Linked DNA regions of Mus musculus: all the other regions are linked to region 3. A link is a contact called in public promoter capture Hi-C data. All regions are on one chromosome and are shown on one strand. Each heading gives the region's core, a stretch centred on a gene start, on an enhancer-like site or on the middle of the called end of the contact. The rest is flanking DNA. Distances are from core to core; before and after follow the strand shown. Region 1 has its middle 18 kb from the start of Gpx3. Region 2 holds the start of Gpx3 (glutathione peroxidase 3). Region 3 holds the start of Slc36a1 (solute carrier family 36 (proton/amino acid symporter), member 1).

Evidence for each region. Promoter capture Hi-C pulls out the DNA fragments that hold promoters and counts their contacts.
Region 1: a contact with region 3 is called in a promoter capture Hi-C map of the HPC-7 cell line, with 2.8 times the contacts expected there. The contact joins the enhancer-like site here to the promoter of Slc36a1 in region 3. A contact is called at or near these places in 7 of 39 promoter capture datasets (the HPC-7 cell line, cranial neural crest, embryonic stem cells and 4 more), 1 of 115 datasets of contacts at active chromatin or transcription factors (kidney) and 1 of 9 other capture datasets (liver).
Region 2: a promoter capture Hi-C map of embryonic stem cells shows a contact between it and region 3. The contact joins the promoter of Gpx3 here to the promoter of Slc36a1 in region 3. A contact is called at or near these places in 4 of 39 promoter capture datasets (embryonic stem cells and pre-B cells), 1 of 115 datasets of contacts at active chromatin or transcription factors (kidney) and 1 of 9 other capture datasets (liver).

What each region holds. Positions count from the first base shown.
Region 1 is chr11:54,883,203-54,886,713 of GRCm38.p6, reverse strand. No RefSeq gene overlaps it. Among named protein-coding and RNA genes, the nearest start is that of Gpx3, 18 kb to the left of the region's middle. RefSeq lists an enhancer at 2,557-3,511. Within about 2 kb of position 1,568, at least 114 of the 459 cell types and tissues checked have an H3K27ac peak or open chromatin away from gene starts, as enhancers often do. A contact at or near this core is called in the HPC-7 cell line, kidney, liver and 2 more, where this site is marked.
Region 2 is chr11:54,901,552-54,905,134 of GRCm38.p6, reverse strand. Gpx3 (glutathione peroxidase 3) reads right to left here and starts at 2,281. Exons shown (of 5, transcript NM_008161.4): 1 at 2,083-2,281. The coding sequence starts at 2,169.
Region 3 is chr11:55,203,028-55,206,399 of GRCm38.p6, reverse strand. It overlaps Slc36a1 (solute carrier family 36 (proton/amino acid symporter), member 1), which reads right to left and starts at 2,060. Exons shown (of 11, transcript NM_153139.4): 1 at 1,912-2,060.

The DNA of each region.
Region 1 (3,511 bases), core at 319-2,818, 320 kb after region 3:
TCCCTAATGTAGCCCTGCCTAGCCTGGTGCTTATTATATAACCCGTGCTAGTCTTGAACTCACAAAACTCTGCCTGACTGTACCTCCTAAGTGCTGGGTGCTGATTTACAATGAAGGAAGCAGGCATAGAGAGGTTCAGTAAACCTGGCTTCTCGGTAATGGAGATGGGATCTGTCCTAGTTAGCTTTAACTGTCCATCAAGTTGACACAGACTGAGATAACTGATCTGAGAAGGAGCCTCAGTTGAAGAATTTTCTAGATCAAATTGGCCTGTGGCCATACCTGTGGAGGATTGTCTTAATCTTTGATGCAGGAGAGCCCAGCTCACTGTGGGCAGCACCACCCTTAGGCAGGAGGGCCTGGGTTGTATAAGAAAGTTAGTTAGACCCTCAGGGTGAAGCATCAAGCAGCCTTCCTCCTTGATTTCTGCTTCAAGTTCCTGCTTGAGTTCTTACCCTGACATCACTCATTGTTGGATCATCAACTGAAGTATCAGACAAACAAACCATTTCTTTCTTTAATTTGCTTTTGGTTAGAGTGCTTCTTCATTGTTGCAGACTTTGAGACCACCGGGAGAGACCACCTGAACTCTTATCAAGTTTTAATTAGCCAAATTTTATTAAAGCTGCAACTAACCACAATCTCCTTGGATGGATTTAAGACTGCAACTTTTTAAAGGCTACATCTGCTCCTGGGGACCTTCAGTTCTGCTGGCATGGGACAACATCCTAGGCCGGTGTTTTGTATTGTCTTATCAGCCTCAGGTTGCTCACAGGGCTGGCCTCAGCCCTCTAAGATGGAGTCCTCAGCTACTATATCATAACAGAAGAAGAACAGGCTTCCATCTTGGAGAGCTCACTTTGTGCCCTGCATTTGTAGTCCAGACAACGGAGGGGACTTGCCTGCCATTCACATGGTAGTTTCTTACCGTTAAGGCAATGGAAGAGCCAGACAGAAGTCCAGAAGAAGCCAACAAGCAAAGTATCTATGCCCTCCTGTTCTACACTGTTCCTCCACCCCAACCTACCCTCCAGATGATAGGATCAGTTTATTAAAAAGCAGAGAGCCCTAGGGCATGGCCTTGTGGGAACGTGCCAAGGCCAGCCTGACCCCATCAGAATCAGTTGTCTTGAGCTTGAAGCCTGGCTTTTTGGTCCATCCCCCAAGGCAGTAAAAGGGCAATCAGCTTAACATGGCCAGCAGTGGCAATGGGGACAAGTTTGGAGAAGACAGGCAGGGAAGGGAAAGGATTTCTCCTTAGAGGGAAGGTTAGGGTGAAGGATAATAGGAGAACCAAGAAAACTGAAGCTCAGAAAGATCAATTGCCCACTCAGAGGTACCAGGTGCAGGTCCTCTGGAAAGGCATCCTTGTCCACTAGAGAAGATAGGGGGTGCAGGGAGGGGGATGGGCAGGAGAGTGGAGAGGGAGAGAGGCAGACATTGTAAAAAGAAGGAAAACGTGTGGTTCTTGGTGCTCTGCCCAGCAAGGGCCGTGTGTTCAGAGCTGTCCCCTCCCAGGAGGCTCACTGGAGAAGGGGCGGGTGTTTATGAAGAGCCTGACTCCAGGAGCAGCATGACCTCCTGGCCTGTCCCTGCTGGTTGCTGCCCCGTGACTGCTCCTGGCTATAAACAGCCTGTTTATTAAACCGCAGGAAATTGGCCCCTCCACCACTTGAGCAATTTGAGAGAACAGGAGGTTCCTGGTCAAGAATTTACAAACTGGGAGGGCTGGCTGCTGGGAGCCTATGGTGCTCAAAGACCTGGCTTGAAAGGGCTTTGGGGAGAGTGCCCTCCGTCCGCTCCTCTTGCAGCCTTGCTTAGGGCTTCCCAAACCCTGGAGGCCCTCAAGAGTCAGAGGTGGCCCCTTGAAGGCTATTACGTTGACTTACCTCTTTATTTGGTCAAATAGCCCCATGATTAGAGCACTATAGTGACATCAAATGAGAAGAGAGATTTCAAAAGCACTTGGAGGGAGGCAGGAAGAGCTAGCGCCTGAAAAGTGCTTGTCTTGCAAGCTTGAAGACCAGAGTTCAATCCCTAGAGTGCTCTCGTTCTCTCTCTCTCACTCTCTCTCTCTCTCTAAAAGCTGGGGGTGGGGGTTGTAGAGATGTCTCAGCAGTTAAGAACACTTCCTGTTCCTGTTTTTGCAGAGAATCTAGGTTCAGTTCCCAGTACACACAGGGCAACTCAAACTGTCTCTAACTCCAGCTCCAGGGGATCCTCAATGCCCTCTTCTGTGTTTGGTAGGCACCAGGCACTTGCATGCACACAAAATGAAAAAAAAAAAAAAAAAAAAAGACGGGTGTGTGGCCCACATCTGCAGTCCCAACACTGAAGAGGCAGAGACAGGCAGATCCCTGGGGCTCACTGACCATCAGCCCAGCCATCTTGAAGAGTTCATCTAGGCCTTGCTTCAAAACAAGGGAGGGCTGGCAAGACAGCTCAGTGGGTAAAGGCACTCGTTGCCACAGATCTGAGGAGAGCTTGATTCCCAACCTGTATGTCGAAAGGAGAGAACTGACTTGTGGACATAGTCTTCTGACCTGCATTATGGTCTCGTGTACATGGATCAGGGCACTCCCCTCCAAAAAAAAAAAATACATATATATAAAATTGTTTAAAAGAAAAAGAAGGTGAACTACACTTGGAAAGTAGCACTTGAGGTTGTCTTCTGACTTTCACACAGCTCGGCGCAAATGTATAACACCACACACACACACACACACACACAGAGCACAGGACCTGAGTCCTGTCTGGTTCAGCCGATCACTTACTTCTCCCCATAGCCAATCACTCAGGACAGAATCACTTAGGAGATGAGTGCGTTGCCACGTAGTGTGTCCTTTTTGTCCTTACCTTATGGCTTTGTGTGACCTCAAGGCCACCACACCAAGCTTCTCCGTTACACGCTTGTGCTCCTGTGCCTGGAGGATTCCCTGAGATGCCGGGATTGACATGAAACCCGGTACCTCTGCTGAACAGTTGAGATTTGGCAGATCCATGCTGGATATCCTTTGAGAAACCGCGTAAAAGTGCTCCCAAGGAACCTACCAACTTTAAAGGCACATGGTTGACACTGCTATAGAGAAAGGCAGGCTGACAAAACAAAACCAAAAAAGCATGAAGTGGATTTGTTTGATCAAAGTTTCACCTGACACATGGTCTTTAATATCAAAGACCAGAGACTCCAGGATAGCTGTCTGTGTTTGTACTGGGATTGCCACTGGGGATGTGACTCGGTTGGTACAGTGCATGCATAAGACCCTGGGTTTGATCCTCAGAACCTGATAAAAATGGATAGTGGTACTCACCTGCTCTAGGGAGACAGAGGCAGGAGGATCTCTGAGTTCAAGGCCAGCCTGGTTCTAAATATCCAGTTCCAGGACAGCCAGGGCTACACAGAGAAACCCTGTCTCGAAAAATCAAACACAAAACCAAACAATAACGACAAAAATGATTTATTGGTTTTTAAACAGTGATTGGAAGGCAGACTTGGTGGCTCAGGCCTGTA
Region 2 (3,583 bases), core at 1,032-3,531, 300 kb after region 3:
GAGAAACTACTGACAGATGAAAACAGGCTTGGGCCAGCAGGACATGGAGATTACCTGCAGCAAGGGCCAAAGGCCTGGAAGGGTCATAGTACAGAGAGGCCTTAATTGTGTGCTAGCTGCCCTAAGAAATGAATAATGGCAACTGCCATGCTTTCTATGGGAGGAGAATAGGGCTCATGCTGGGGGCCCAGGCTAGCATAGGTCGGAGGGTGGTCTTGATAAATGAGCCATAGATTATACTCACCAATTGAGTCCCCAACCCCACCCCCACCCCCAGCTTCCTTCCTCTGGGTTCATAGAATCCCATAGCCCTATTCCTCCACCAGGGAGGCCAGAGAAGAGTACTGAAAGGGAACGAGGAACAAAAGGGGTGGGGCTGGGGGGGAATACACTGAGCTAAGCTTCCTGGATGCCTAGGGCTACTACTGGTCCATGTCTTCCCTATTCCATCTTCCTACACCCATTGGTGAGATGTTGGGAGCATGACAGGTCTGAGAGGTTGGAGATGGCAGCTGGACCCAGCTGGGCCTCTGGCAGTGTGTGACCATCCCTCCCCCTTCTCAGGATTCCAGCCTGTCAACTGTAAGATGGAGTGGGATTCAGGTCCACTTAAGGCCTTTCAGCCTTGACGTCAGCCTGTGCTCCCATGATGCTCTCTGCCTTGTGCAGTCAGTCACCTAGAAACCAGTGGTTACTAGGATGCCACGTCAGCAGCTGGTAGTCCACAGCTATGCAAAGCCTTCTGCAGCTGTAACCTGGACCAGACAGAGGCTTTCCCTGTCCTTGCCCCTCCCTTTGAGTGTAGAGGACATCTTTCAGTGGCTTTATCACACTGGGTCTGCACACGTCCCCTCCCTGTTCCCTTGTTCTGAAGTTGGATCCAGGCAAGCAGTTGAATCCCAGAAGCCAGAGCTGTAATGTGTTAACTCCAAGGACCTGGGAGCTCAGATGGGCATGCCTGGGCTGTGAGGAGCCAGAAGCTTCAGCTAGTTATGAGATAAGATAACACCACACCCTAAGACTTTTCTAGACTGCTCTCTCTCTTCCCTCTGAACTCACCCATCTCTCCTTCATTCTATGGACAGCACAAGGCCAGTGTGCTTTCCTGCAGCCTCCTCAGGACAGGATTCAACCCCCAACCCAAGCAGTTCCCACACTAAAGGCACAGGGCTAGTGCCCCCGTCCACCCCCACCCCATCTCCACACCACACCCCCTAATCAATCTCTCTCTCTCTCTCTCTCTCTCTCTCTCTCTCTCGGACATACAAGATCTTAGAAGGAAGACCCTGAGGATTTTAGAAACTCAAAGCTAGAGCCTACCCAGTTTTGTGCCCACGCATGCAAGTGTGCAGGGGTGCATGGTGTGCATGGTGTGTGTGAAGTTGGGGACCACAGTCTCTTTCTTTGGGTTCATGCTTTCTGCATTCTCACCCTAGGGAAGAGGAGAGGCCTACAGAGCCCACCCAGCACAGGCCTGACCAAGAAGATAAGCATGCCGGGGCATCTGCCCTCAGGCTCGCCATTTCTATTCCAGTTCAGGGTACCACAGCTAGACTAGGAGAGATGAAGCTCCAGAAGACTTCCTGGCCTGGGTTGGCTTCTCTAGCTACAGTGTCTGCTCCATGCATGGCAGGCCAGTGAACTGTGAATAGGGAAAGCAACTGCAGGGTTCCATAGCCTTCCAGCCATCCTCTCCAGCTACGCCCTGCTGATGGAGAAACTGAGGCCCAGAAAGGGATGCGCCCCCAAATAAAAATTCTTCCTGTCACAGATCTCTGCCTCCAGCGCCCTGGGATGAGTGAAGAAACCATCGGCCCACCCTCTTCCCCGGCAATTTTTTTTCAGGATTGTGGCCACCAGCGACCCCAAGATGACAGTGGAAGAAAATGTATAAACTCGGGAAAGACTGCCCTCCTGGGTTAGTACTGCCCTCTGAAGCACGCGGGTCTGTGTTGGAAGAGCGCAGAGACCGAGGGTTACAAGTGAGGCTCTCGGTGCCTCTGGGGAAGCAGTGGCTCTCCCAGTCGCGCAGTGGACACCTGGGTGCCATGGACTCTTCTTGAGCTCCGGAGGTTCACTCACCTTAGACTTCTCTTGTCCCCGGCCCGGCGGAACAAACCCGGCCAGGAGCAGGGACAGAAGGCAGGATGCCCGGAGGATCCGGGCCATGGCGGGCTGGGGCGCGTCTTGGGGTGGCCACCGTCCGTCTGAGGTGTCCGAAGCGCTCAGCCACATTTCAAGCCATCCACTGTGGCCAATCCGCAGCCAGGCGGGGGCTTCCTAGCCAATGGCAACGCGGTTAAGATTTAAAGGGCAAGACATACCCGCCCCTTTTTCCTCCTCTCCCCAGACCGGGGCGACGGTGACACAAGCCTAGGAGGAAGAGAAGGGGGCCCGGCTGCCTGGGAAGAACAGGAGATGGGCGCGGCCAAGGTTCTAGACAACACCCAGGACACAGCTTTTTTCCCCAAGCTCTGAAAACCTAGGGCCCCGAGGACTTAACATAGAACCCGTTAGTGCAAATAATAAGCACTGTGTGAGCCAGGTGTAGAGACTCACGCCTGTAATCGCAGAATCCAAAAAGCTGAAACAGGAGGATTGCGTAGGTTCAGTGCAATCTGCAGCCTTAGCTACAGACTGAGACCCTGCGCCAACTGGGAATGTAGCTTAGTGGTACAGCACTTGACCAGCTCGCATGAGGCCATAGGTTTATTCAATCCCCAGCATCAGCAAGCTAGAGGGATCTGTGAACGTGATTTTAAATTCAGCCTTCTCGGTTAGGTTGTGGGTGACAGCTCAGGAGAGTAGGAACCAGAAAATACACCACCACCACCTTTTTTTTAAATTAGCACATAAAAATTATGTGTCTATCTCTGTGGTCTTAAACTCATTATTTCCCTTCTCTGAGCCTCAGTTTCCTCTACTATAATGATGGGATTGGTTAATGAGCTCTAAGGTCTCCCAGGCTCTGACTATGTGATTTGCTTCTAAGCAGTAGGCCTAGTCCAGGAGTCTCTTGAGTGTACACAACAGGTGTTTAAATATTTGTTGAATCAATCATTAAATCATCAGATTTGTTTGTGCTTTCATATAAGGTCAGGCCAGGCATCTCTAGATTGAGAGCTTCCAGGCTTAATCCGGTCTGCAATAGAGGTTTGGTGCATCCTGCCTTGCTACCACAGTGGGCTGGAGAGCTGTTAGGACAGTCTTGGGCTGCACATCAGAACCACTGTGTTGAGCCTCTGCCTTCAGACTCATTGCAGAAGGGATTCGAAGGCCCCTGACCCCAGTCTTGGTTGTGTGAGTCCTAGATTAGGTGGCCTTCTGAAAAGTTCCTGACTCAGAGATGCCTCGAAGTACCATGCTTTTACTATGATTCAGGGAGTTAATGTGACCCGTGGAATTTGAAATTTTCTGCACTCATAAGGCCTGGCTCTATGGTGGGGCTGGTGAGATGGCTCAGCAGGTAAAAGCCCTCACAAGGCTGTGTAATAAAAGGGCTTGCAACTGATGACTTGAGTTTAATCTCCAGAACCAAGGGTGCAAGGAAGGAACGAACTGGTTTCTGAGAGTTGACTTCTAA
Region 3 (3,372 bases), core at 811-3,310:
AGCAAGCTCAAGGGCAAAGGTAGATAGACAGTGCCTGTGACAGTGCTCTGACTTATGGAGGGGGATAGGAGGGCAGGGAGAGACGGAGAGAATGGGGGGGGGATGGAGAGGGGGAGACAGAGATAAAGAAGGAAAACACAACTGACTGTATTTAGGTCAGCTCTCTATCCAGCACAGCAATTTCACCTACAACGTTCCCCAAGGTAATCAATTAAATGCCCAATGACAACTCCCTGTGGTGACAAGGAGTTCCACGCTGTGTCCAAAGCAAAAGAGAACTGATTCCTTGAAAGTTTTTATGCTCAAAACCACTTCCCTTACCGCACTGATCTTAACTGTAGTCTCCTGAATAACCAAATACATAAATCCCTCTCTCCTTTATAGACTCCCGGCTAGACAAAGACAGCTAAACAGGCAGGAGGCTGAACAAACAGCCACCGGGTTTAAGGAGAAAACAGAGACATAAAAACAAAGAGGCTGCAGCAGCACAGACCCCACCAGAGCAGGCCCAGCCTCAGGTCAAAGCCAAGGGCTGAGAGTCGAGCCTCTTACTTGTAACCTCAACAACAGCTTTTAAGAAGCCCGGCCGTAGATGCAGTCTACTTCCAGAGTGTTTGGAACCCCTGGGTTCCATCCAAAAAAAAACCCTATGCACTAATGTACCTGTTAGTTACTATAAATTAGGATGCAAACTAGAGGCAAAAGAGATCTTGGTCATGAGAAAGACAACTAAAATTATGAATGTCTAGTTGAGCCATAAATGGGGGGGGGGCAGATTCAAGACAATTAGAAACAGGTAAAATTCTTTTAGAACAAGATCTACTCTTGTTGTAGGCTACTGCCTACAGATTACAAGGAGGGGGTAAATCTCTCCTAACAAAATCAAACAGGAAAAATATGAGTTTCATAACAAAAGGACCCTACCATCATTCATACACTGAAAATGTAAACCCGGGTGAGGGAGGATTCAAAGTCACCTAAGGCATCAAGCAAGAGGCAAAAGCTAAAACACGCTCTGCAGATTCCCCAAAGTCAATTCCTTCCAGGACACTATGTTGCTATCCTGACTCAACAAGCCCCCACCCCCTAATTCCATCCATATAAGCAGTCGCTACCTGAATCTGTCAAATTTCAGAAAACAAAACAAAAAGCAAGCGGTCTTCAAGTTAACATCTGTGCTTTTCATGCCCTAGAGCTCTCTTGGTCCCTCCAGTCTATCCCAGGTCCTATTTCATATTTCTAAGTGACTTCCACAAAACTGCAGAACGGTTAGAAACGAAGCCTGCTGAGTGATGAGGAAAGAGAGAGAGAGAGAGAGAGAGAGAGAGGAAAAAAGAAGGAAAGGAAAGGAAAGGAAAGGAAAGGAAAGGAAAGGAAAGGAAAGGAAAGGAAAGGAAAGGAAAGGAAAAAGCCATCAGTGAACAGAACCACACCCAGAACTCAAGCCTGGCGTGGAGAGCCCAGACACAGCGGAGCTAAACAAGGACGCGCGACCCACAGCGGAAGGGACAAGTGCCTTTTCACAGGGCGAGTTTCCCCGCAGATGGCAACGTGGCAGAAAACAAACAGTTGCAGAAGCTGACACCCTGCTGCAGGGATACCTCGGAAGCCCACACACAGCCCTGGACCTCAGTTTCCCCTACTCTCGGAGGAAAGGAGTTGCGGTCTGGTACCCTGTGACCCAAGGCAAGGGCATAGCTCGAACAGCCACATCTGCAAACGAAGGGTTGGTCCGAGCTAGCCGTCAGTGACTGCCGATGTCACCTGGGAACTATGACTGAACACCTGTCAAAGGTGCATGGGAGACCCCACCCCACGGGTGACCTGTCCCTGAGCAGCAGCATCCGTTTGGCGGGAGGTGCTACAGCAGGAGGTGACTCCCGACTGCAGCGCAGGGCACGCACTACTCACCGGTCGGCCCTGCCCGGCCCGGGCTCCCGCTCCGGCTCCGGCTCCGGCTCTGGCTCCCGCTCCTGCTCAGCCCACCTCGCGTAGCCTCAGCGCCGACCCCTAGCCATGGTTTTCTAGCCTCCTGGACAGCCGCTTCCGGGCCCTGTCACGTGATGCTGGCTCCCTAGCCCAGGTCACGTGCCGCTCCATTCCGTGCTCCTCCTCCCGGACCCTTGTTCTGCAGCGCCACCTGGCGGCCGTCAGCCGCTGCTTCAGAAAGGGCAGTGCTTCTGAGACCACCACAGAGCTAAGGCAGACGACCTAGATTTTGAGGCAGTCTCCAGGGAAGTCGGCATGCAAAATATCCGTAATTTTTAGCCTTGCTAAAATTTATTTGTTCAGCATATATTAACGTGCATTTACTGGTTTATAATCACAAGTTTGCACCTTTTAAAAAATAAATCGTGCAGCTAAGCCTGATGGTACAAGACTGCAATACCAGAGCAGAGAAGAAAAATAGTTCAAGGCCTGTTTGGGTTATAGAGTGAGTTCAAGGATACCCTGGGTGATTTAAAGATACCTTGCTTCAAAAAAATTTAAAAGGGGCTACTGGGAAAATGGTTTACTGGATACAATAAGAACCTGAGTTAAGATTCCCAGTACATATAAAGAGCCAGGCAAGACAATGTGTGCCAGTAACACCAGAGCTTGGGGCCAGAGCAGAAGGATCCCTTGGTCTCTTCAGCAGACTAACTGATCTAGCCAAAACAGTGGGCTCAGGTTCAGTGAGAGAACCTGTGGGGAAAAAAAGTTGAGGGAACAACTCAAGCAGACAATGTCACCATCTGACTCCCCGATGCCCCACTCCACACACACACACACATACTCCATATGCTACACACATACACATACACACACACACACACTCCATACACCACACACATAAATATACTCCATACACCACAAACACACACATACATATACTCCATACACCACATACACACAGACATATACTCCATACACCATATACATACATATACTCCATACACCACACACGTACATATACTCCATGTACACACATATATTTCGTACACCACACACATACGTACATGCACATATGTTCCATACACCACACACACACATACACACACACAAACAACATATACTCCATACATCACAGACACATATACACATATACTCATACAAACATATACCACACATACATACATATACTCCATATACCACACACACAGAGATGCAAAGACAACTTCACACATACACATACTTCATACACCACACACACATACACACTCCATATACCACACACACATACATATACTCCATACACACACATATACTTCATACACCTCACACATACATACATACATACATACATACATACACATATGCATATGTTCCATACACCTCACACATACATACATGTACTCCATACACACAGAGATATAAACAGTACATACCACA